5 separate regions of the Mus musculus genome follow, and all the other regions are linked to region 2. A link is a contact called in public Hi-C, HiChIP or PLAC-seq and promoter capture Hi-C data. All regions are on one chromosome and are shown on one strand. The core of a region is the stretch at or near the end of the contact, and the rest is flanking DNA. Distances in the headings are between cores, read along the strand shown.

Region 1 (5,159 bases), core at 2,240-4,739, 770 kb before region 2:
GAATGCATGTGGCACACAGACATCCATGCAGGCAAACACCCAAACACATAAAATAAAATCACACAAAAAGGTGGATAACACGCGATGCTGGCAGGGGAAGATACCCAGAGGCCTGCCGTGAGTATGTCGTAAAGAGATGGGAGAGAAAGAGAAGCGGAAGGGTTTGAGTGTTTTGAAGAGAGGTGGAACTGGAGACTCCAGCGTGGAGAGGAACAGCATGATGTGAGTACCCGCCCCTTCCACCTGAGGCCACCGTGAAGTCCCAGCCCATGAGGGCCATGTCTGGGTCCATAGCCATGCACAAGCAGAGCTCTGTTGATGTCTGTGGCATCCCTGGTCAGGGCTGAGGCCTGAGACGATGTTACTGTCCAAGGGCTGTGCAGAGCTTGGTCCAGCCTCTCACTGGCTGTGGCATTCTGGAGAGCTGCCCCCACCCCTGGGAGAGTGGCCCCTGCTTCTTCCCTGGGCAGCACAGTAGAGCTGGCCCTGATGGCATGAACGTGGGACAGCTGGCCCTGCCACTCATCTGCTGTGCAGTGGCTCAGGCACAGGAGAGAGGCCACACTCTCCTCCTTGGTCACTTGCAGCAGGCAGAAGAGCTGGTCCCTGAGTCATGTGAGCTGGACAGCTGTCCCCAACCCCTCACCAGCTGTAGTGCTTGGGAGAACAGGCTCCCTGCTCTGCCACTTGACTGGACAGCAGAGTAGGGGGTGACTCTGGTGGCCTGGGTACAGGTGAGCTGGCCCCCGAGGGTATGAAAGCCAGAGAGCTGGCCCTGCTCCTTGCCAGATGCTGGCATTGGGTGAGCTGGCTGGGGCAGTGCTAGGGAGCTTGCGCTGGGGATGTGGACTGGGGAAGAGTTGGCAGTCTGGCCAACTCAGCTACCGCTCAGCCCAGATCCAGGCTTTGAGTTGGCTCACCCCAACATCCACCATGTATGAACTGCTAGAGCTTGTGAAGGGACCAGTCCTGCAGATTTAAAGCTGCAGGAGCTCCATGATACAGGGCAACAACAGGTTATCTGAGAGGAGTCCTGGGGAGAATCCCAGTATTGAGGGTGTAGCAGAAGCCAGAGGCCTCGAACCAGACCAGTGACTCGTTGTAATGAACATCTGCAAGTAAAGCTGTGTGGACAAAAGGGTAGACTGTGGGACACACTGCAGCTTCCACCATGAGATATATATTTTTTATCTTTGCTTTGTCTTGTTATTTCATGCGGAGGTCGCAAGGGCGGTGGGTAGATGGGAAGGGATGGGGAGATGAGTGGATTGGGGTGCATGAGTGTGGCACCCACAAAAAATCAATACAAAGCTCGGATAGAAGGGTGAACAGCTATCGTGTGCACAGAGCTGCTACGATCTAGTAGGAGAAGAGAAAAGCACTAATGACTGCGTCCCGGAAGTGTAAGTCACAGAAGAAATGGAACTGGGCTGTGACGGCACACGCCTTCAATCCCAGCAGATGAAACAGAGGAACCAGAAGCAGCTGAATCTCTGAGTTCAAGACCAGCCTGGTCTACAGAAGTGAGTTCCAGGACAGCCAGGGCTTCACAGAGAAATCCTGTCTCGAAAAACCAAACTCTAAAACATGCGAGCTCATGTGTGTGTGTGTGTGTGTGTGTGTGTGTGTGTGTCTGCATGAGTGTTTTACCTACAAGAATATGTGTGCACCACATGAATATCTGGTATCTGAAGGCATTTGATCCCCTGGGACTGGAGTGACAGAGGCCATGAGCTGCTGTGTAGGTGCTGGAAACAGAACCCGGGTTCTCTCTGCTAGAGGGCCAACTTCTCCTAACCCCTGAGTCACCTCTCCAGTCTCCTCCTTTCTGCATTTTTTAAATCTTAAATGTAATTAGGTTCTTTCTCCCTCCATTCTTCTCCCTCCTACCCTTCCACATCTGACCAATCTCGGCAAATCCACGGCCTCCTCTTCTTTAGCTAATGATGTTAAATATAAATGAGTAAACGCATAGCTATAATCCACTGGATCTATACAGTGTTGTCTGCATGTATATGTTCCTAGAGCTGATCGCTGGGTATTAGATAATTGATCCCAGGGTTCATTCCTGGGGAAAACTAATTCTCCCTCTCTCAAAGTTGTTAATTGCTTGTAGCATCTAGGGGTATGGCCCCGTGAGAGTTCCCCCATCTACCCATGGGCTGTCAACTGTTGGAATCCTTTAGACCATCTTTAGGCAGCCATGTTGCTGAGATCTCAGGGGCATAGCTTTTCTGACATAGCTAGAAGGCACAGTCTCACAGCAGACGTCCTGAGTCTACAGCTCTTACATCCTTTTCAACTCCTCTTCTGCGATATCCCCTGAGCCTTGGATGCAGAATCTGTGCTGGTGTAAATGTCAGTCATGCTGGCCATGTTTGCATAGGTCTGGGGCATTCTCAAAGAAAAATGACTCTCCCTTGCCCAACAGCAGTTAGCAATCAATAAATAGGTCCTCTGTGCCCAGTGCAGCCCCTTCTAGATCCAGGCTGGAATGTAACTGGTTTGACCTTGTGCTGCTGTGAGTTCACGTGAACAACAACCAGGCTTCTCAGCACCTCTCCCTCCCTCCAGGTCTTACATTCTTCCCACCCCTTCTTCCTTGCTTCCCAAGCTTGGTGGAGGTAGAGTGACTTTTTTTTTTTTTTTTAAAACAGGGTGTGAGAACAAACACCCATAGAACATTCTAGATGGAGGGCTTTGGGACTCTACAGTGTAGGCCCAGTTACTTCAGAGGCTGTTGGCAACAGCTTTCTCCCGTGCCTCCCAAGCTCTGTAGGCAAGACCAGACACATCCAAGAAACACTGTTTTCGCCCAAAGACTCCCCACACTTCCTCACTACCTTGCAGATCAGCCCCCCAGGGCGTTCCCCTGGGCCAGCCTTCACTCGGGCCCATCTCCTCTCACCACAGGCCTCTCCACAAACCCACTCAGATATGCACTAATGCCATTATCTTCCCGAAATTAAAATCAAGCCTCAACCTATAATGTTTCACGGAGAGGGAATTGGGGTTATATATTCCTGCGTTGAGCCGTATTCTATTTCAGTCATAGCATTTAATTATGATTGGTATGTTAGTGCCCACCGGAGCATAACAAATTGTCATTATGTTATTCTGCTGAGTCTAATTTAATTGGCAAGTTGTCACAAAAGCAATTATCCATCATTTATTTTGTTGCCACAACCACATCTCGAAGAGCACCTGCTGTCTGCAAGGAGAGATGTGCCACAGTCTCTCAGCCCTGGATCCAGGCCACTTATCTGACACAAAGACATCGCTTCCCCTCTGATTTAAAAATATGTTCTTCATTTCCTGCTGCGGTCTCATGCATCCTCTGGGGTGGGGGTGGGAGGAAGCCTCAAAGTGCCAAAGGAAATTCACGGGCTGTGAAGTCGCCTGAGGCCTCACAGGGAGGCAGGAGGCCTGTGGGATGCTGTCAGGGTGTGTGTGGAGGGCAGGGAAAGGGAGCTGTCCGGGGTCTGACTGGCTCTGTTTAGGCAGCCACTTGAGGGGTGATTTATAATATTGGCTCTTCTGTCTTCCTTTGACATACCCCGTACTCACTCCCTAGGGAACGGGGACTGTTTTGGGCATTTCCCAGAGGGAAAACTTGAACCCCTAGAACCAAAGGCCCCAAGTCACAAGGGACGTTTGAGGTTAGTACCAAGAACTGGTAAAGATTTCTGAATTCCAGAATTCTCCTGATCGGATGCTCACTAGCAGAGCCTGGTGGTTAACAGACATGCCCGAGTCCCAGACTGTTCAGGGACGGTCTTCTGTCCACAGAGCTCAGTTTCATACGCCCTATTTTATCATGTCAAGCTGAGGCAGAGTAGAAACCAAAGGAAGGAAGGGAGGAAAGGAGGAAGGGAGGGAGGGAGGGAGGGAGGGAGGAAAGAAGGAAGGAAGGAAGGAAGTAAGGAAGGAAGGAAGGAAGGAAGAAAAAAGGCCAAGGGCAGGTCATTAGATGTCATTCATGATAGAGCCTGGCACAGTGATGCCCAGTCTCCCCGAAGCCTTTGCTTGCAGACCTTTTAAGAGCCTGTTACCCCCACTCCCACAGACCCACCTGTCCACTGTTTTGAGCAGTGTCTCCCAACATCTGCACTGCGAGGCTCCTGAGAGACAGACAGGGGAGCCAAGTTGTCACGGGGATGTTTCGTTTTCCCTGAAACTGAGAAGCCCTCAGGGAGGGTAAAGCCTTGGGTTGGTTTGTTCTCTATAGATTAGAAGCAGGTGGAAAGAAATTAGCCATCTTATCCTCACTTCTGGAATGTTCTTATTAGCCCAGTCAACAAGGGACTCATTAAAAACAAAAGCCCCAAACAAACAAGAAACCCAAACTCCAACTAAAACAGAGAGAAACAAAAAAGAAAGCTAAAACTGCTAAGGAAAGGAAGGAAAAAAAATAAAGTCAGGTCTTTAAATAAACCAGCTCCTCCCCCTGGGTCAGACCAGCTCCTCCCCCTGGGTCAGACCAGCTCCTCCCTCTGGGTCAGACCAGCTCCTCCCCCTGGGTCAGACCAGCTCCTCCCCCTGGGTCAGACCAGCTCCTCCCCCTGGGTCAGACCAGCTCCTCCCCCTGGGTCAGACCAGCTCCTCCCCCTGGGTCAGACCAGCTCCTCCCCCTGGGTCAGTCACAGCAATTCCCAGGCTCACTATTTAGGAGCACTGGAAAGTTACAGCTTCCTCAACACAGGCAGACTGGACCGTCTCTTGCGATTCTTAAAAAAAAAAAAAAAAAAAAAAGCTCTCGATGCAGTCCCTGATAAAATTAACTAGGGGTGTGTCAGGTTGCTCCCTCTTGCATCAGTATTGTCCCTAAGGAACCTTCCTTGTGACCACGAAGTCCGTCCTGCCCCACCAGCATGGTGACCCGGACCTTTGCTCTTTGAGGGACGCCGGACGCCTCCCTCAAGTCTGAGGGGTTAGAACTTTAGAGTTTCTATGGAGCAGGGACAAGTTCAGGGCTCAGGGACGGGCTGTGCATGAGGCTCTCTGATCCACCCCCTAACCCGCATGGGCCCGAGCTCGTCAGAAAGTGAGACGCCAGCTTGCATGAATCACGAATGAGCTCACGGGCTCAGACTCTGAAAAGTAAGCTGGCTAAGTGGGTGAAGGACCATAAAAACACCTCGCATCATTCTTGACCCGGG
Region 2 (4,852 bases), core at 1,682-4,181:
ATGATCGTCATTGTCCAACCAGCCTTTCTCAACGATTCAGCCTAGAAAGAGAATTCCACATTTCCCCTTGAGTCACCAGACTCCTCCACCCACGATAATTAGGTTAGAGGTGGATTCTATACTGTTCATTTCCTGGAAACTGTCTCCTCCCTCCCTTGGCAGGCAGACAGGCAGGCAGCATTTTGTAGTAGGAAATACTTGCCTTCTGGAACCAGATAGGGCGTGTGCCAGCATCCATTGTCTTGGCTGGATTGCTTGGCTTCTCTAAGCCTTTTTGTTTCTTTTTTCTCTGTAAAGTGGGATGGTTTTATCTACTTCACAGGTTGTGGTAAGGACTCCCAGCCTTCCACCCCAGCAGAATGTTTTCTTCTTTTTCCATGCAGACAACTACCACCACCAAAATACGAACCAGAATAGATGGGATGATAAGTCTTGTGGAAACAGAAGTCCATGTGATGAAACTTAGGGGAACCAGCGCTTAGGATGTTATGCTGGGCAGCCCCAAGCTCATCCCAGCTCCTTTGTAACAGTATCCTGACCTTCACAATAAAAATGGATGTAGGATGCCCCTCTTAGGGCTTCGTAAAGGTGTCTTGGTAATATTCTCCATTTGTTTGGCACACAGTAGGTGCCTCATAAACAATGGCTATTAGATACTATGAGATATTTACCTTGTCCTTTTGGCTGCTTAACATTGTCATCCAAGGTAAACTCCCATAATCCCTCAAGGAGCTTCTTTCCCACAGTGGAATTTCCCATCAGACACTCGGATTCTCCTGTCCACCCTTCTGTTCTGCACTCAGCCCAGATTGCAGGACTGCCTTACAGAACTAAAAACAATGTAAGCCTAAATGAATGATTTTGAAAAAAAAAAATTGAAGCTTCAATATTGTGTGTGAAGGGGGCTGTCGAGATGGCTCAGTGGTTAATAGCGCCAACTGCTCTTCTGAAGGTCCCAAGTTCAAATCCCAGCAACCACATGGTGGCTCACAACTATCCGTAATGAGATCTGGCGCCCTCTTCTGGAGTGTCTGAGGACAGCTACAGTGTACTTACATATAATAAATAAATAAATCTTTTTAAAAAAATTGTGTGTGAAGGCTGGAGAGATGACTCAGCAGTTAAGAGCACTGACTGCTCTTCCAGAGGTCCTGAGTTCAATTCCCAGCAACCACATGGTGGCTCACAACCATCCGTAATGGGATATAATACCCCTCTTATGGTTTGTCTGAAGACAGCTACAATGTACATAATATAAATAAATCTTTTTTTAAAAAATACTGTATGTGCACATATAAGAGAGAAAACATTTGTTAAATTTGGGAGTCCCCAAATCCCAAGTGAGTAAAAATTTCTCTTTTTTTTTTTTTCAGTATTGAAAATTGCTAGGCAAAGGACTTTACCACCAAGCTATATTCCCAGACCCTTATTACTTAAGTGAGGGTAGGGTGGGTTCTATGTAGCCCAGGCTGGCCTTGAATTTGAGTTCCTCCTGCTTCAGTCTCCCCAGAGAGAGTTCTGGGATAATAGGTGTGTCCCACCTCACCCAATTTAAAAGTATTATAACCAATCTGGCTTAGATGAAGAAATTCTTAAGAGACACTTGTGTCTCAATCTGTTACATTATTGAAACAGTGAACCCCAGAGAAATGGGAGTTTCCTTGGAATCTCATGCTGGGAGAGACCAGAGGGAGAATTTGTCTCCTGGGAAAAGATTTCACAGTTAGTACAGCTTGTGGGACAGAACAGCTTACCAAATGAGATTGAATCCCAGACAATGATGGGCCACTGGTAGGCTGGACCAGGTCTGGACTGGCACTTAGATACAAATATTTTTGCCTTCTGTTTTAACTCTGTTCTCACTTCAGAACGGGGAAGGTGGACTTGAGGGGTTTGCTGGGTCTCTTTTTTCTGTTTTCCTCTTTTAAGTAGGCTCATTTAATTGGCTTAAGGACCGGTGGCTGGAGCTGACTTGGGGCAAAAGTTGTGACACCCAACTTTTGTAATATTAGGTTTTGTTGTTGTTGTTTTAAAGATCATCTACCATAAAAGGAACACCAGATCTGAATGGATGACCATAGGGTCCTGCCTTTAGGGCTTGGGAGGAGATTTGTCAGAGCCCACCATCAGGAAAGAAGAGGGAGCTGCATACAAAGGCAGCACAGCTGGAGGGAAGGGGAAGGGAGGGGGAAGGGAAGGGGAAGGGAGGGGGAAGGGAAGGGGAAGGGAGGGGGAACGGAGCGGGAAGGGAAGGGGAAGACAGCCACAGTCCATAGAATTGTGTTTTGTTTCTTTTCTTTTCCTTAAATTATTATGTGTATGTTATTGGGGGAGGGGGGTGTCAATTTTGTGCAGTCTTAACCAGGGTTTTAGTAATTGTGTTTAGGTCTCATATTCTGTTGTACAGCCATCTCCCCAACCCTATTTTTAGATGTTGAGACGGCCACTAACTCTCTAGCCCGGTCTGACATCGAACTCACGGCAATCCTGTTGCCTCAGCCTCCTAAGTGACTAAATTACGGGCACGAGCCACCAAGCTCTGGGTCAACAGTATTTTGTTCTGTTTGGCTTTGAGTTTTAATAAGACCGGTCCTGTTCTGGAGGGATGATTGGTGACACCTCGGGGACACAGATGAATGTTCTCCAAAGCTCTGCTGCACTGTGCTAGGACGTAGGCCCCGACCAGGAGGGTGGGAATATTCCAGCCCCTGCGACAATTCATCTGCAGAGTGCCTCTGAAACTGCACCTGGTAGCCCTTGGGTCGTGCGTCGCTCGGGTCCGCGGGGTGTGGAGAGCATCAGAGTTCCCCAGGTCCCATAATCACCTTTGGCTTCCAGCACCAGGAGGGAAGCCTCCCGCCCACTGTCCGGCCCCCAGGGACCCACGTGACTTCCTGAAGCCCCAGGGCGCCGCCCCTCCTGTTCAGTTTCGATTCCTTCCTCGCTGCTTCTTAAGTACCGCGCGGTAGGGTGCGCAGCTGTCCCTGCGCGTCACGTCGGGTGAGCCCACGAGCGCGATGGCGGAGCTGAATCCTCTGGCCGAGGAGCTGTCCTGCTCCGTCTGCCTGGAGCTCTTCAAGGAACCTGTCACCACTCCGTGCGGCCACAATTTCTGCATGTCATGCCTGGATGAGACGTGGGTCGTCCAGGGCCCGCCGTACCGATGCCCGCAATGTCGCAAAGTGTACCAGGTGCGCCCGCAGCTGCAAAAGAACACGGTAATGTGCGCGGTGGTGGAGCAGTTCCTGCAGGCCGAGCAGGCGCGGACCCCGGTGGACGACTGGACGCCTCCTGCCCGCTTCTCCGCCTCCAGCGCAGCCACCCAGGTGGCCTGCGACCACTGCCTGACGGAGATCGCAGTGAAGACGTGCCTCGTGTGCATGGCCTCTTTCTGCCAGGAGCACTTGAGGCCTCACTTCGACAGTCCGGCCTTCCAGGATCACCCCCTACAGTCGCCCATTCGTGACCTTCTGCGCCGCAAATGTACCCAGCACAACCGCCTTCGGGAATTGTTTTGTCCCGAGCATGGCGAGTGCATCTGCCATATCTGCTTGGTAGAGCACAAGACCTGCTCCCCTACGACCCTAAGTCAAGCCAGCGCCGACCTGGAGGTAGGGAGTGGCTGGTTGAGGGTATAGAGGACAGCTTGGATCAGCTGAATTGTGGAGAGGCCATCCTGGGTATCCCTGTAGTACAGTGGGTTGCTAGAGGAGATAGGCTTTGCTGGGCCAGAGATCCCATTCCTTCACAGACCTCATGGCCTTAGGCTCCGTGGGCCGCAGTCTGGGAGTTGGGCAGTAGGAAGCCATCCCCACAGACCAAACAAGTAGATTTTATATAGCCTCCCGCTCATCCATTATCGCCTGCCTTCTCCAGCCCTCTTAGTTCTATTTTACATAGAGCACAACGGAAGGCACAGGTAAGAGTGCCTGCCCCAAGTCTGTGTTTGTCCAGTGGAGTTCAGTAGTTTTGAATATTAACCAGGAACCCTGGGGGTTACCTCTCCAACCCCTTCAGATCCTGGCAGCACGAAAGGGCTGTGTCTGTTTAGTTCATTCCACAGCTCAGGGCTGTGTCTGTTTAGTTCAGGAAAACAGGCCCAGAGAAATTAGCTTAGCAGGAACCAGGCTGCTTTGAGTCACAGCTTCTGGTTTCCTTTTTCCCTGTAGACCACAGATCTGTTGAGTCCAGAGCATGGAGCAGTCTTGGAAGCTTGAGGTTAAGGGTAACAGAAGCCTCTGTTGAGGAGGGTGTGAATGGATAGTGAGTGTGAACACAGAGCCTCAGAAATCCCTGCTTGTGACTTTGGCACTGTGGTATAGCCCTTTTTTGGTTGTTTTTAAGACTGTCTCACTATGTAGTCTTAGCTGTTCTGGAGCTTGCTATATTGACCAGGCTGGCTTTGAACTCATGGAGACCTGCCTGCCTCTGCCTCCCAAGTGCTGAGACTAAACGCACGCGCTCAGTTGGTGTAGTCCATCTTGCTGTGTGAAAATTGAGCAGGGCCTGGCGTGGTGGCGCATGCCTTTGATCCCAGCACTCGGGAGGCAGAGGCAGGTGGATTTCTGAGTTCGAGGCTAGCCTGGTCTACAGAGTGAGTTCCAGGACAGCTGAAGCTATATAGAGAAACCCTGTCTCGAAAAACCAAAAAAAAAAAAAAAAGAAAGAAAGAAAAGAAAAAAGAAATTGAGCAGGAATTGGGCCTCTGGACCTGGGTCCGCCTTGCTAAAGACTGGAAGCGTGTGTCAGGGAGTCAGGGTTCCTAATGGCCTTGTGGGGTTGCAATGATTTTAGTGGCTTTAGAGGTCCCCCCCCCATTACAGACTCAAAGCAGTTGTTGCCTCTCTTCGGT
Region 3 (4,696 bases), core at 544-3,043, 1.0 Mb after region 2:
TAAGTATAAGGACATAATTCTGGATCCCCGGCACCCTTGAAAAACCAGGGTGGAAGGTGGGAGAGATAGTTCAGCAGTTAAGGGCGCTTGCTGTTCTTGCAAAAGACGTGGGTTAAGTTCCCAGCAGCCACACTGGGTAGTACACAACTTCCTACAGCTCCAGTTCCAGGGCAGCCAGCACTCTCTTCAGTCTTCCACGGGCATCTGCATGCACATGTAAACTCGTGTAGGCACGCACAAATGTAAGTAAATAAAGAGGGACACATGTGGATGTGCGTGAGCTCACACAAGAAACATTGAAAATGCCAGCTCTCCATCCTTTTTGGTATATAATATACTGACTACAAAGGAAATGCAAAACAACAACGGAAAACCATTTCTCCATATGGCAGGACGGACTCAAAAGAGCAGATTCTCCGAAGTCCCTTTCTTAGCTTCATAACCCATTAGCTGGGCTGCCTCTCCACACTGATCAATCAAAGGAAAATATTTGTTAAACTAGCTAAATGAACTTTTCTCCTCGCTTCAAGGCCCTGATCTTTGACCAACTCTGCCTACCTTGAGCCAGCCTACACTCCCTTTGTTGAACAGGAGCAAAGGACTCTCTGCTTTCTTGTCCAATATCACCATCTTTTCTCTTCATTTCCCATGCATGGTTCTCCCTAACCCGAGATACTATTATTTAGAAGAGAAACTCACATGCCTAACTGTCACCAGGCTGAAGGCCTTAGAGCCAAAGAGCTGCCCCCACTGCAAGAGCCACCCGACTCCTGAAAGTCTCTGCTAGGTCTGGATGGAGTCTTTATTTCACATTACTTTAAAACAGAATGGCAGAACAATGTTACAACTTACGGCTATTGGGGAACACAATGTGACTATGTATAACTTCCCTAAAACACTAGAGGAATGCAAAGCCTTGTTAAAATGCAAAGAGAAAGGACCATGAGGTTCTCTGAGAATAATGGAGCCTCTCTGGATTCCTGGTGAGCATCTTACTTTTCTATTGCTAAGCAGAGACACCATGACCAAGGCAACTTATAGATGGGTTTATTGGAGGTTTGCTTACAGTCTCAGGAATGACTTCACTACCATCCCAGGGGCTGAGGATCTGGTAGCAAGCGTGCAGGCAGGCAAGCAGACATGGTGCCAGAGAGGAAGGTAGCTGAAAGCTTCTACCCTCACCCGAAAGTGTGTGTGTGTGTGGAGAGGGGATGGAAATGCTTTTGAGTTTTGAAATGTCAAAGCCTGCCCCCAGTGACACACGTGTTAAAGTGACTCCTTAAGCAAGACCACCTCTCCTAAGCCTTCCCAAACATTTCCACCAGTGGGGACCAAGCGTTCAAACCTATGACTCTATGGGGATCATGACCCTTCAAAGCACCACTGTGAGCTTGGTGACTTGGGGAGCCAGAATGAGGATCACTGGTTCCAATGCAACCCCAAACCCATGGCTTATGCCGAAAAATAAGGACATATGAACACAGAGTAGAGCAAATAGTTTAAGGAAAAGTGAGAAAGAATTCCAGAGAGCAGGAACACCTCTGAGGGAGGACCACTGGTATACTGCTCTGCATGGTAGCCCAGCCCAGTAGCTATGGATAGAGACTGTGGTAATTTTTATTAAGACCGGTCAGTTTTGAGAACATCACAGACCAAGGTTGTAAGGGGTCTGCATGCCTTACAACATGCTTTCTCCACCGATTTGAAGAACTGAGCCTACATTGTTTGTTCAGTCAAGAGTGTGGTCACGTGAGTCAAGTGGGCCCCGCCCTTCTCCCAAAGGAGAAGGCCTTTAGAGTGAGCATTAAATTGATGGTTAATGTTTAACTTGGAAGAGGCACAAAGAACTACGCATGTCCTTCCATTAAGTAACTCACGGAAAACTCAAAAGCTGGAAAGGATCTAGGCTCTTGCCTCTGAGAAGCAATCGGGCATAGGCCTCTCACCATGTGCTTCCCTTGGTGACCCATCAGTGGTCACTGTGATAGCCACACGCTTTGTTTGGAGGAGGTTTTTCCGATCACTTGGGCATGCTATGATTCTTTCAATAATATCAGGGACGGTCTTGTCAATTTCGTTTCCAAGCAATTTTCCAGTCATGAGCTTATTGACTCATCTGTGTGGTCCTTGAGGTAGACAGGGACATTGCTGTGATCTCCATCCTTATATGAAGCAATGAAACTCGGAGATACTGAATGACTTCCCTCAGTCTGACTTAGGGAACAGTACCAGGTCAAACAGAGAGTGTGAGTCTTTTGACACCAGCTCCTTCTACCCCAAGAGTGTCTCACTTAGCTCCACCCCCCTCTGCATGTTTTATCCAAACCTCAGGCTAATAACTAAGGTAACCAAACCACAGGTTGATGATTCAAAGAAGGCCCTTTGCATAAGATCTTACCTCAAGCAAGGACCAAAGACCAATGATTTAAGAGATCCGGTGACTTGCTAAGAGTCAACCGATGGCACAAAGCATGGATAACCTGTCCCTTCTGCTGTTCTCGTTCTCAATTCAAAATGGACACTGCACTGGGAGCTTCCTTGGGTCCCTAAGTCTGGTGCATTTGCCCAACAGGACCCTTGATGGCCAAAATGTTATCTCTAAGATGCTGTTTCTGAGCTAGACGCTGCCACCTTTTTCCACTGTCATCGCTAAGAGCTGTCTCCTAAACTCTGTAGCCAGAAAGGACAGCATGGTAGCGGCAGCATGGGCTTGGAGCCATAAGCGGAGCATAGTCTAAGTTCGCTGTCTACCTATCGGTAAATGGGTCAAAGAAGAGTTTCCAAGTCATAGGATGTGTTTGAGGGTCGTGGCCATAAGGTGACCCAGCTGAAGTCTATGACGGGCGTAGACATTTGATCTCCTTTCTCCCGTTTAAGAAGTGAGGACAGAGGACCACACATTCTCCACATTTGGCGGGAGGGCGAAGCCTACATATCACCTGCTCTATGCCAGGCACTGAGCTTAGGGACATAAGTAGAATCCCTACTGCTACTGGGGTGACTAAATGTTAAGATGTGATTCTGATGGCTTACATAAACACCACGCTAAGGGGATTTTTTGGGGGGGAGGAGGGGGGTTTTTTGTTTGTTTGTTTGTTTGTTTTAATGATGGCTAAGATTTTTGTTTTTTAAAGAAAAGGTCATGCAATTTACTTTCAGTTGCACAGCTACAGCTACTGACACGCCGCTCATGCAACCTCAGCAGAGCGAGCACCATGAATTTACAGGAGAGAAACAGAGACTACCAACACTTTATTTTCAGTTGGCCTTCACAGTTCCCACATAGAATAATCACCTATGGATAGAACCTGCCCCTCCACACCCTCCTGACCTGGTCCAAACAGAGGCGCCGCCCACGAGGGGTTGGTGGAACTTATCTATACGCTCATGGCGGACTGTAAGGCAGCCAACAGCCACCCTTTCTAGCCCTGTAAAGGCTCCCTGTGCTGTGCCCTGACCTGGCCTCTTGCAGCAAAGTGCCCTCCCACTGCACGAGGGGACAAGGTATCCTTGTATAAGCTGCGGGTGCTCACCAACTCCTGCCATTCTAAGGGACTTAATAAACCCAAAACAAATAAAAAGTATGCATGTTCACCAAGATGAAGTCAGGGGTCAAAGGTGAAGCCGCTATGGCCACAGACTGTTAAGAATACAGCTGGCTACATCCATGTAATATCTCAAAACTCTCTAAGAAACCGAGATGGGGTTAAGACCTAAGGGTCGCAGGTCTGCGTTATAAACTGGATTAGGTCCAGCTATGGGGTGGCAGATGAAACTTCTGTTCTGCTGAGATGGACTCCTTGTCAGCTAAGGTCAGCCGAGCTTCCTTCCCAGGGCCGCAGTGCAGCCGGATCAATGCAGTTTCACTGTCCTCTAGGGCCTGGAAGAGCCTCCTAAGGACAGCGGTGCCAGGTAGAGCCATCGCTGGGACAGGACTGTTGGCTCCTCACCTAGCTGAGACACAGCCAAAGGACTAGTATACACCAGAGAAGTCCCCTTCGCTTCACCTATGTAGAGTTGATCATCAGCTGCATCCTTTCGGCCCAGCATCTGTCTAAACCAAAGTTGTGACCTCTGTGTGTTAAGAGTCAGATCTATAGGCCATGTTGGTGACTGTTGCCATGGTAACGCAGTCCTGCAGGACACGACTGTAGATCACCAGGAAAGATCTCCTAGAGGCCTATGGTTCTTCTTTTCGGAGAACCTACGAGTACTGCTCAGAGGACCACACTTGCTCCCAGGGGGTCATTAACCAGAACATCAGGGACAGCTAGTCTTACGACAGACATTGGTTTGCCTTCAGCTCCTCGCTGCCCTGTTTTCAACTGTTTATACCATTACTCAGATGAAACAAAGTCCAAGCAAAAGTTTGATGTTGGAGAGGATGGTCCCGAGGGAACTTTCCATGTGGGACACGTTGTGACTTAATAAAGACTAGAGTCTTACGCACATAAAAATGTTGCTTGTCAAAAGTTCCCGCCTAGGAAGGTATGTTAGCGTGGTGCTTGTCCGCATGTCCCTAAATGCCAGCACTCGGGACTCTGGCACAGAAAGATCATCCAGAGTTCCAGGATAACCTGAGCTACACAGAATCATTTGCATCTACTTTAAAAGATGGCAAAATTTACTTTTTTATTTAAAATATAACGTATATCATCGAAGAGTGCTCCAAAGCCTCTGAATTTGTTCTTAACCC
Region 4 (4,874 bases), core at 239-2,738, 900 kb before region 2:
TCTGGGTATGAGAAGCAGGGGTGGAGGTGGGGGTGGGGGTGTAGGGAGGCAGGACTGGGAAGCTGCTTCCGGAATCGACCCCAAAGGAGGACATTGAAAAGCTCACAGACAGGCTACTTCAAGGGTGACAATCACAGCGACTAGCTGGCTTTGCTAACGACTTGAATGAAAATACATTTCATAAGCATCCTAGAGGCACGCACAAACAGGAAAATCTCCAGATTGGTAGCCCCCACCCCAACCCCAAGTCCTGAAATGTCAAAGTGACTGGGACAGATTAGAGAAAGATTCTGCCAATAAGCAGAAAAGTGACAGGTGAAGTTAACACTACAGTATAAAGTGACAAACTCGATACCATCATCTAGGCTTTACTGGCCGAGAGGATAAATCCTGAGCGCTTGGTGACATCTCAGTCAGCAGCCACATCGGAGGACTTCAGAGTCAGAATTTTTCACGTGGGGTCCTGATAGTGTGAGGGTTCCCGGAAGCCGGGTGAAGGGGCATGGGCAGAGGGGCCGAAGGGAACAAGGGATTCTCAGAGGTGGGGTTTCTCCCAGGGTATCCTCAGATTCCACCTCGCTGAAGAAATTACCCTTGACAAGCAAAGGATGGAGACTCTGGGGCCTTGGTTTGTGATTTTCACCATCAGATGTCTCTTGGGTGAGCATGCCCAGACTTCTCAGCAAAGATTGTAAGTCTTCGGAAGAGGAGAGGGCTGTGTGCAGGGCTCCACACACAAATGGGCAGGCTCTTCCATCATTCCCTCTGTTCCCTTTTCTCATCTCCAAATTAGTGCACAAAACCAAACCACTTGGAAAATTAACCAGTTGATCGACCGTTTATTAAAACGTTTGTGGAATCCCTTATCGAGGCTCAGAAGCCTTTGAAGTAATGGCGAATGCTGGGTGGAGATAAGATGTTAGTGGGTGGTAACTTTGATTTTCCTAATCAACTTCACGATTTCCTCTGGCCTCAATATTACATTTTATTTCCTGAACTCTAACTCCGCAGAGCTGCCACTTTCCCACACTCCTGATGTCCCCAAGCCCAGAGAGGTTCGTGCATCTTCTACAGCCCTCACTAGTGGCTCCTCGTGTATGTCTGCAAACTCTCAGGTCAGCCTTGCATTTAGGTCCCCCTCTTTCCCAAATTTCCCACGTCTCAGGTCTCCTTGCTTTAACAACCCCTTAAGGTGCTTCCCAAGTCGGCAGAGCCCAAGCGCATCACACCGGGCCATAAAGGGAAGATCACAAGTCCTCAAGAGGAGCGGTCTGTGCAGGAATGCACAGAGGAGACTGTCCCAGTGTCCTCAGAGGCCCCTTGCCCCTTATCCCTCTCCCCTTGCCCCGTATCCTGCGCAACCGCATTGGCCTCGGGATCCCTATTCCTGCTTCCAGTCCTGGGGAGAGGGTCTGGGGGTGTCGCAGCCTGAGCCCCGCCGCGCGCGCAGCCCCGCTCCTCCCCGCGCGCCCCACTTGTGGCCCCGCCGGCAGCTTCGCAGGGACAGCTGCATTTCTCGCCGCCCGCCGCTAGGAAGCCGGCCTCGCCTCGCTTTCTCCGCCTCCCGGCGCCCAGCCGCGCCGCCGCGCCACCAAGCCGGGCTGCCGCTGCCGCCGCGGGACCGCGCCCCTCCCCCGCCGCCCGACCCCAGCGGCCCCGCGGGAGCGGACGCGCGTGCGGTGCTCGGTAAGACCCCGATTCGCTCTCGCCGCCCCTAGCGCGAGCTCGCGGGCGCCGCGCTCCACCCCGGCCCGGTGGCCCCACCTTCCCCGGGAGCATCGCCGAGGCGCGGCCGCGAGGGCCGGGCCGTCGCGAGTTTGAGTCCTCGCGCGGTGGCCAAGGCTGCCCGGGAGCCCGCGGCAGGTCCCCGGCCGCCCTCCCTCCGCCGCTGCCCGCCTCGTTCCTGGTCCTGGGCACAGGGAGCGTGCGGAGGATCCCGGGGCCGCGATCCGAGGGGTGGTCGCCGGCCAGCCGGCGCCGCGAGGAAGGGACGCGAGGCCTTGGGGAGCCTGCTCAACCCGGGTCTCTCTGCTCCCCGGTTCCCCGCTTTGTGTGGACACCCTCCCGGCTTCGCCCGGGCTTGGGGGCGCAGCCTGAATGGCGATGGCGAGGCGGGGGCCTGGGTTGGGAGCTGAACTCCTTTTAGGGGGAGGGGAGAATCGTTTCCTGCTCCCGCCGTGGTCACCGGTCGGTTCAGCCTTTTCTGGTCCCACCCGGTCCCCTGGGAGCTGCGTCTCTCCGCGACCCGGCTGGAGAAAGTTCAGAATGCGCTGTCCCCGCCCCTGCTCCCCCGCCCCTCGAACTCTGAGTGCCTGGGGCGCTGAGCTCCAGGGGGCCGGGGCTTGCCTTTATTCCTTCAGCGCTCTTGGGTTTCTCTCTGAATGGTTGGTGGCTTGCCACCCCAGCATGGGCTTGTCCATTTTCTTTCCTTAATAAAAAGTTTCAGCTTCAAGAAATTCATACTGCTATTAAATTCCTGGAGAGGGTGTTTTAAGGAAGAGAGATTTTTAGATTTCCTTTATTTGTTTGTTTATTTACTTATTGTAAGAATAGAGGGTGGGGGTGGATAATTGGGAAGATAGTGATGAGATACCCTAGAGGTGACGTCGGATAGAAGACCATGTGCCTTGGTCACCACCTGGTCCTCAGTAGCCTGAAACCCAGGAAATACACCTTGCAACACCCTGAGCCACCTGGCCCAGGAGAAGGGGTTCTGGAGTTGCTCTGGCCCTCCCAGCCCTAAGGTTCTTTACAGACCTATGGAGTTAACTATGTATGCTGTTTGAAGGCAGTGTGTGATACTAGGAGTCTCCTTATCTTATAGATGTCATCTCATTATGAAGTTTGGCTCCTGCTGGATCGAATGTGAAGTGGGACCTCCGTTTAAATGGAGGGATGGTACCTTTCTTTATGTAGCTTGGCTTGGGCCACCAGAGGTTCATCCAGAAGGTTGGATTGGAAATCACCCGTCCACACTCTCTTGCTGGATGGAGCAGGAGACAAGGAAACAGCTGGGTACAGTCTTGAAAAGCAGAGGCTCTGGGCAGTTAGGGTAGCTCAGGGTTGGTGAGAGATGGAGAAGGCCAAGTCTCAGAGTTAGACCAAGGGCCTCTTTGGGATCTGGTGAAAGCTATACCCTAACCACACTGCCCCAACATGCACAGGTGCTGGAGCATTCCTGTGCACTGCCAGGGGGCATAATATGTCCCCTTGGTGCTAGGGTTCTAATTAAGACCCCTATATTAAGAGTTTTCCGTCTAATTCAGGCCTTTTGGAGCAGATTCCAACTTTGTGGCTAGTTAGTAGATAATCCCAGGGGGCCCAAAGTAGAAATGCTGTGAGGTTCTTTCTCATGCCACTTTGAACTTGTGGCCATGGAGACCTGGAAGCTCTGGCCCAGCTCCCAGCTCCCTCCAGTTAGCTAGAGGGCAGGGGCAATTGAGGTGGCCATTCTCCCAGGACTAAGTTTGCTGTCTGTTTGGTGGGGAGGCCCTAGGTACCGTGTTAGGGCCACAGGGCTATTGAATGAAGGGGAAACAAAAGGATAAGTGTGGGTGAGTATAGGAGACGTTTTCAGGAGCCCCTGTTTGTCTTAGGGACACGAGGGGCCTCGTGGAGAGCATTCGTAAGTATGGAAGAAGAGTCTTCTTGGGGAGCCTTGGAGCAGATTTTCCCAAGAAAACAGTCAGGGTAATTTGCAGTTCTTTTCATTTCTTGAGACTTCAGAACACAAATGGAGGACAGACAAGCCACTGAGGCTCATTGCCTGTACAGTTCCAGAGACGGTGGTTCTGCTATTCTTACCCATAATGCTCTGGATGCTGGGCTGTTGGGATGCTGTGCAGGTGTCTGCTTGAGATCTGGAGGAGCCCAGGATCTTCCATGTCAGACTTCTCTGCCTCAGTACTCAGAAGTCTTCCTTAGGCTCACGCCACCTCTGATGGACCAGAGGCCCCCCCCCCTTTTTTTTTTTTTTTGGTTTTTCAAGACAGGGTTTCTCTGTGTAGCCCTGGCTGTCCTGGAACTCACTTTGTAGACCAGGCTGGACTCGAACTCAGAAATCCACCTGCCTCTGCCTCCCAAGTGCTGGGATTAAAGGCATGTGCCACCACCACCCGGATTTTGAATGTCCTTTTAATGAGGCCACTAATATTGTCTTTAAAGCCAGTCACAAACAGTAAATGCAGAAACCAGGCTTGGAAGTAGACCTCCCGTCTCATAAAACGCAACAATGGCGGTCTTGGTTTGAGTGTGGTAAGAAGTTCTGACTCCAGGGATCTAACCTGCAGCCTGCTGCAACCCGTGCCATCCAGCGCATGGGGAGTTCTCTTTAGCCAGTGAGTGTGTGTGTGGCTTGGTGTGCAGAACCATCCATTGTTTCCTTCAGAGTTCCCTAAAGTCACCCTGCTGTTACTAAGCAACAGAGCTGAGAATTTCTCAGAGCCTTGGGCTCACCTCTGACCAGGCAAGGTGAGCAGGAGCAGGAGGTGTCTGGGGTTTGCTGGCTCCTGCCATTATGACAAGTAACAGTTAGGTCTGAGGACCCAAAATGACGGTGGTCTAGCGGTCCCTGATATGGGAGTTGGAAGATGTCTTGGTGGCAAGCAAGGCTCTTGTGGCAGGGTCCACCTTGCCTTGTGTCTGGGATTTACCTTCCTGCTGAAACTCTCTCTGGCTGCCACATATTGGTGGGTAGACTCGAGATGTGAGTTGCCTTGGCTGCTCTGCTGTTTGTTGAATCCTCTCTGCTTCCAACCACCCATGTAATAAAGCAGCTAAAGTTCTCATCTTCAAAAGAGGTCACGAGGCCGGGATGCAGCCCAGTTGGTAGAGTGTCAATGTACTTTCCTAGCAGGCACAAAACCCAAGGTTCA
Region 5 (4,628 bases), core at 807-3,306, 710 kb before region 2:
GACACTTGAGGGTAAACAGGTTAAGGGACTCAAAAATCTCTGTTTGCCAGAGTTTACCGTGCCTAAGCAGATGGTAGACCCAGGTAACAGTTATAAGAGACAGAAGGAAGAGAATTGGGGGGAAGGGGTATGGAAGGCCTCGTGGGCCCATCTCTCATGTCACAGTTGGGGGGGGCGGCTCAGCAAGGGAAGACAACTGATGTAGGGCCACACAGCAGTTCCCGACTCCAGCTTTCCTGGCTCCTAGAAAAGTAACCACTTTTTCCATTCAACATTCCTTCTCAGTAAATGGAGTTTCTTGCAATTCAGAATTTCACCTCCATTTAGCTACAACTGTCCCTGCAATATGCCCCCTTCTGATGACTACTTGAGGCCACTAGCTAGTCAATGTCTCAGAGAAGGCAGCAGCCCTTATCATGGGCCCTGTTGTGCTAGAGTTGACTTATCCAGGCTCAGGATGGTTCTTCACTTCTGGGAGAGAGCAAGTTGGGAGCTTGAAGCTAACCTTGCTGGGAGTGTTTACACGATGGAAATCGGCAGCAGCTGCCCATCAGAGAGATTTTCTCTCCCAGGGACCTGTGTACTACAGCTCTCAGAAATGCAGAGAAGAAAACAGGGTCTCTAGGGGGAAAGGTGATCTACCAGTGAGACCTTGCTTCTAAGTGGTGAAGCCTGGACTCCAGTGCGGGAAGGTGGGTGATAGGCTGCTCAGAGATAAGAGACCTAACAACAGCCTTCGAGGTCACTTGGAAGTGGCAGAGTCTAGTTTAACCCCCGGGAGCTTACTCTGTGCTGTTCCACAGTGACAAAATAAAATATCAGAGGCTGAGAGATCTACAAAACAACAAAAACATTTGTTTCCCTGTAATTCTGTAATCCCAGAAGCTGGCAAGTCTAAAATCAGGGAGCTGGTGTCTGGTGAGGACTCTCATGCTATGCCTTCCCATGTGGAAGAAAGGCAAAGGTGGCAAGAGAAACAGAAAAGGGGTCAAGCAGAGATGATTACGGTAATGAACCCCATTCTAGAGATGACACCATCCATCTGATATGCTCTGCCTTCAAAAGCCCCTCACTTCTCAACGCTGATAGGATGTCAGTTTCAACATGAGGTGGGAAGGAGACAGACATTTAAAACTTGGCACTAGATGCTGCTGTGGCTGCTGTCCCAGGAAGGGTCATTGGTAGGATAGGAGAGCAGGAACCAGTTTGAAGAGGTAATTTATCTAGCTCTAGATGGATTGGCTTCAAGGTCGGTTGTTGGGGGGGGCGTTTATGTTTGGAGTCCCAGTGGGAGGTCTGGGCAAGAGACTGCAATATACAAAGGCAGAGTTTTGGACTGAGCCACATGTGGCTAGGAACATTTGCCTCTGTTAGAGTAACCAGGCAAAACCACACGATTTACCCGTATCCACAGACTCCTATCTGCCACCATCCAGGAACGTTGGGAAACATTACTTACACTCATTCCCTAGCTCCAGAATCCGGCAAGCACCCGGGAAGTTTTAACTGAATGAATATGAACGGCTCACTTTTATCCCTCGGGCATTTCTGTGAACCACCCTTTAAGAGCACACACATTTATCACAGTAAGTCGATCACCTATGCATTCTGGCATCATCTGGCCATTGCGGGAATATGGATATGGGATGGGATTACTCCTCTAGCATCTTGCACCATCATTTCTAAGAATGCCTTTGTCCTATTGGTGAGCCCGAGGAAGCCCAGACACCAGGCCGTGAAATCAGCTGTGCTCCTTATGGGGTAGGAGACTGCTCGGTCTTGGCAGCCTGTGAACCTGACCTGGCTTGCCTTGACTTAGCCAGTTTTCTCCACTCCCTCAGATTTGCCCTCGGGGTTAAAGGAACGCTTGAACGCCAGTTCTGACTGGGTGACCGATTAATGAAAAGCCTCATTTCAGGAGACTTGGGAAGCGCAGTAAATCTGTAGGTTACCAACAATATGCAAAATAGTGAACTGGGGGTTTTCTTTCTGATTGGCTGAAGGGTCGTGATGTCACAATGAGATGGGTCCAACGACTTCAAGTGATAGTGTTTCTAGCTCCCAAATCTCTGACTCAGTTTCTTGGCTTCCTCTCTGCAGAAGGAGATAATGGAAGCCCTCTTTCAGGCAGGGTCCATTCTTATGAAGGTGAATACCTTACAGGGCAAGAAGATGGTGGAAAGCGGGCTCCAGTCTGGGGACCTTTCCCTGTCTCAGTCATGGCCCTCCTACCTCCCTCTGCCGGCCGACTTGGAGATCCTACAGCAGAAGGTGGCCGGGGTACAAAGGGAGTTGGAGGACTTCAAGGAGGAGGCACTGAAGGCCATCCGTTACTTGGAGGACGCCTTCTGCCAGATGAGTGGCGTCCTGGCACAGCAGGAGGAGCAGGCGGCGCGAGTGAAGCAGCGGCTGAGGGAGGAGGAGGACCGAGGCATCGTCCGCAACAAGGTCCTCACCTTCCTCCTGCCCCGGGAGAAGCAGCTTCGTGAACACTGCCAGCGGTTGGAGAACATGTTGGTCAGGAGCCACAACCCGCTGCGAGCCATCAGGAAGAGCCAGGCGGACTGAGCGGCCCGCGCCCGAGTGTGCGCCCGAGCTGGCGGGCAAGATTGTTTTTTAATGGAAGGACAAACGCTAAGTCCCCATTTATTCCCCTTGCCCCATTTTTATTGCTTTCCTGCTACCAAAATAACACCATGCAGAGAGGCAAAAAAGACCTCAATATGGTTTTCGGGTGAAGTTCCGTTTATCCAGCCTCGTCAAGGAAGGAGGCCCCAGACACTATGTCAGACCTGTAACCATCCCCTCGAACTGTTTCCCGTTTGTAATGGTACGGTTGCTTGGATGTAGGGGCATTTTTCTTGAGTATTCTTAAACTGGTTGTGTTGAACAGATTTAACCTTTCTTTTAATGACTCCAGGCTTTCGTGATTTATCACTTCACAATTGGTTTCCTGAGACCTGTCAGTGTGTGTTCTATACCGAGACAGGTTGGGGGCTTAGTGAGAGAGAGGGCTTGCCCGCATCCTGAACTGGACTCAGACGGCCGGCTTTGTGTAATTCCTGACCTCGCCGTTTCAGTCTGCTTGCATAGTTGGACTATTGGTCCTCTCTTTTCCTTACTGCTTTGGTTCAACTCTGCTTCCTCTCCATTTACCCCGAAGACAGGCTGCTCCGTGGGGTGAACCTTGTTAGGTTTCTGATGGTGGAACTCTCGGCTCGCCACTGCACTCAAGGTGACATCTATAAGTTCGCACAATAAAACAGTGAAACTGACACCTTTATTTGACTCTCTGAACAGTAGTTGCTAGGGTGTCTGGCCATGTATCAAACAATGCTCTCCCCCCCCCCCATTACTGCCTGCCCCCACAGGTATCTCCTGAGGGCAGGACAGCACTTTTCAAATAGTCAACTAACCAGCAAACCCCAAACACTCTCTTATGTGCTCTCTCTGTGTTAACAAATGGCTAGTGCTCCAAGCCCAGGCCCCGAGTGTGTAATCATTTACAGTCTTGCAGGCTCACAATCCCCTGAACCAATCAGACTGTTTTTGGACTGGCTCCTTCTGGGGTACTGGAACAATCACTTGCGTGTCTCGAGGCCATTAACAGTCACTGTGACTTGTGTTTACAATCAGCCCTGGGTTCACCGATTCATATATTATTTCTCCGGCCCCTCCCAAAGGCTGCCACACATCAAGTCTTTGGGGTCTGGTGGCCAGAGGCGACACTGAGCAGTTGGGTGTCTCTAGTCCAGGGTTTGCAACCTGGTGAGTGCCCTCTGACCTTCGGGTGCAGTCTTGTTCATTCTCCTCCTCTATTCAAATATTTGGGTCCCCTTGAGTCGGCCTCTGCCAAAGGACCTTGCGACCCTTGGCTAAGCACAATATCCAGCTATCAACCGTCTTCCTAGAAGGGCTGTATCTCTGCTCTAACTATAGGCAGCTTCTCCTCTACTTTAGCTGATGTAGCAACTGAGTTCAATCAGCAACAGTAGTATTGATAATCCCACGATAGCTGAGAGTCATCAGGCCTGGTATATGCTGCCACATACTTCACCTCAGCATCATGAGGACTTAGGCTGAGTAACTTGCCCAAGATCAAAGCTGGCTGACTGGGGATCTGAACCTAGCACTAGCTAGCTCTTTTAGAGCCTGTGCTCTTAGCTGTCCTGGAGAGTTCTGGAAAGCTTTATGGGTTTCTGATAAATGCCCCTTAGTGTAGGTGAAACGTTGCTGAAATTGCTGAGGTTAGCTCTGGAAGAAGGGAGTGTTTCTTAGAGGAGAGTCCCAGACCACTAAACCCTGGAAAGAGACAGAAGACAGACAGACAGACAGACAGACAGACAGACACACACACACACACACACACACACACACACACACACACAGAACTAGGAAGGTTATTAGAGGTCTACCCTATCTATGTAGAGGAAACAGGATCTAAAGGCATTCACTCGAAAGGAGAGGACTCTAGTCTCCCACAGTACAGCCTGTGGTGTACTTGCTGAGGAGACATGGTGTGTGTGTGTGTGTGTGTGTGTGTGTGTGTGTGTGTGTGTGTGTGTGTGTGCGGGGGGGGGGTAGGAGTGGGTTGAGAGGAGGTTAGGTGATTGGTGCCAGCAAGACCA

The links. Promoter capture Hi-C pulls out the DNA fragments that hold promoters and counts their contacts. A called contact is a pair of places that touch in the nucleus more often than the background predicts. HiChIP or PLAC-seq counts read pairs in DNA pulled down with a chosen protein or histone mark.
Region 1: a promoter capture Hi-C map of pre-B cells shows a contact between it and region 2, with 3 times the contacts expected there. The contact joins the enhancer-like site here to the promoter of Trim25 in region 2. A contact is called at or near these places in 4 of 39 promoter capture datasets (the HPC-7 cell line, cranial neural crest, liver and 1 more), 1 of 115 datasets of contacts at active chromatin or transcription factors (the NIH/3T3 cell line) and 1 of 9 other capture datasets (embryonic stem cells).
Region 3: a Hi-C map of liver shows a contact between it and region 2, with 3 times the contacts expected there. The contact joins the enhancer-like site here to the promoter of Trim25 in region 2. A contact is called at or near these places in 3 of 39 promoter capture datasets (hippocampal neurons and liver), 1 of 484 Hi-C or Micro-C datasets (liver), 1 of 115 datasets of contacts at active chromatin or transcription factors (bone marrow-derived macrophages) and 1 of 9 other capture datasets (embryonic stem cells).
Region 4: an H3K4me3 HiChIP or PLAC-seq map of bone marrow-derived macrophages shows a contact between it and region 2, with 6 times the contacts expected there. The contact joins the promoter of Cuedc1 here to the promoter of Trim25 in region 2. A contact is called at or near these places in 2 of 115 datasets of contacts at active chromatin or transcription factors (both in bone marrow-derived macrophages).
Region 5: a contact with region 2 is called in an H3K27ac HiChIP or PLAC-seq map of extraembryonic endoderm stem cells, with 4 times the contacts expected there. The contact joins the promoter of Ccdc182 here to the promoter of Trim25 in region 2. A contact is called at or near these places in 2 of 39 promoter capture datasets (embryonic stem cells and hippocampal neurons), 1 of 115 datasets of contacts at active chromatin or transcription factors (extraembryonic endoderm stem cells) and 1 of 9 other capture datasets (pancreatic islet).

The regions. Positions count from the first base shown.
Region 1 is chr11:88,230,847-88,236,005 of GRCm38.p6, forward strand. It overlaps Gm38534 (a long non-coding RNA gene), which reads left to right and starts at 112. Exons shown (of 4, transcript XR_001780289.2): 1 at 112-222. Within about 2 kb of position 3,490, at least 237 of the 459 cell types and tissues checked have an H3K27ac peak or open chromatin away from gene starts, as enhancers often do. A contact at or near this core is called in the HPC-7 cell line, the NIH/3T3 cell line, liver and 1 more, where this site is marked.
Region 2 is chr11:88,996,472-89,001,323 of GRCm38.p6, forward strand. It overlaps Trim25 (tripartite motif-containing 25), which reads left to right and starts at 2,932. Exons shown (of 9, transcript NM_009546.2): 1 at 2,932-3,611. The coding sequence starts at 3,018. Gm11496 (a long non-coding RNA gene) reads right to left here and starts at 2,965. Exons shown (of 3, transcript XR_388949.3): 1 at 2,748-2,965; 2 at 1-41.
Region 3 is chr11:89,995,263-89,999,958 of GRCm38.p6, forward strand. All of the region lies in intron 1 of Pctp (phosphatidylcholine transfer protein), which reads right to left. Among named protein-coding and RNA genes, the nearest start is that of Pctp, 5.3 kb to the right of the region's middle. Within about 2 kb of position 1,794, at least 12 of the 459 cell types and tissues checked have an H3K27ac peak or open chromatin away from gene starts, as enhancers often do. A contact at or near this core is called in liver, where this site is marked.
Region 4 is chr11:88,097,658-88,102,531 of GRCm38.p6, forward strand. Cuedc1 (CUE domain containing 1) reads left to right here and starts at 1,489. Exons shown (of 11, transcript NM_198013.3): 1 at 1,489-1,686. It overlaps 2210416O15Rik (RIKEN cDNA 2210416O15 gene), which reads left to right and starts at 401. Exons shown (of 4, transcript NR_045499.1): 1 at 401-471; 2 at 558-660; 3 at 1,012-1,095; 4 at 1,205-2,450.
Region 5 is chr11:88,291,987-88,296,614 of GRCm38.p6, forward strand. Ccdc182 (coiled-coil domain containing 182) reads left to right here and starts at 2,057. Exons shown (of 1, transcript NM_028859.1): 1 at 2,057-3,275. The coding sequence starts at 2,110. The coding sequence ends at 2,568.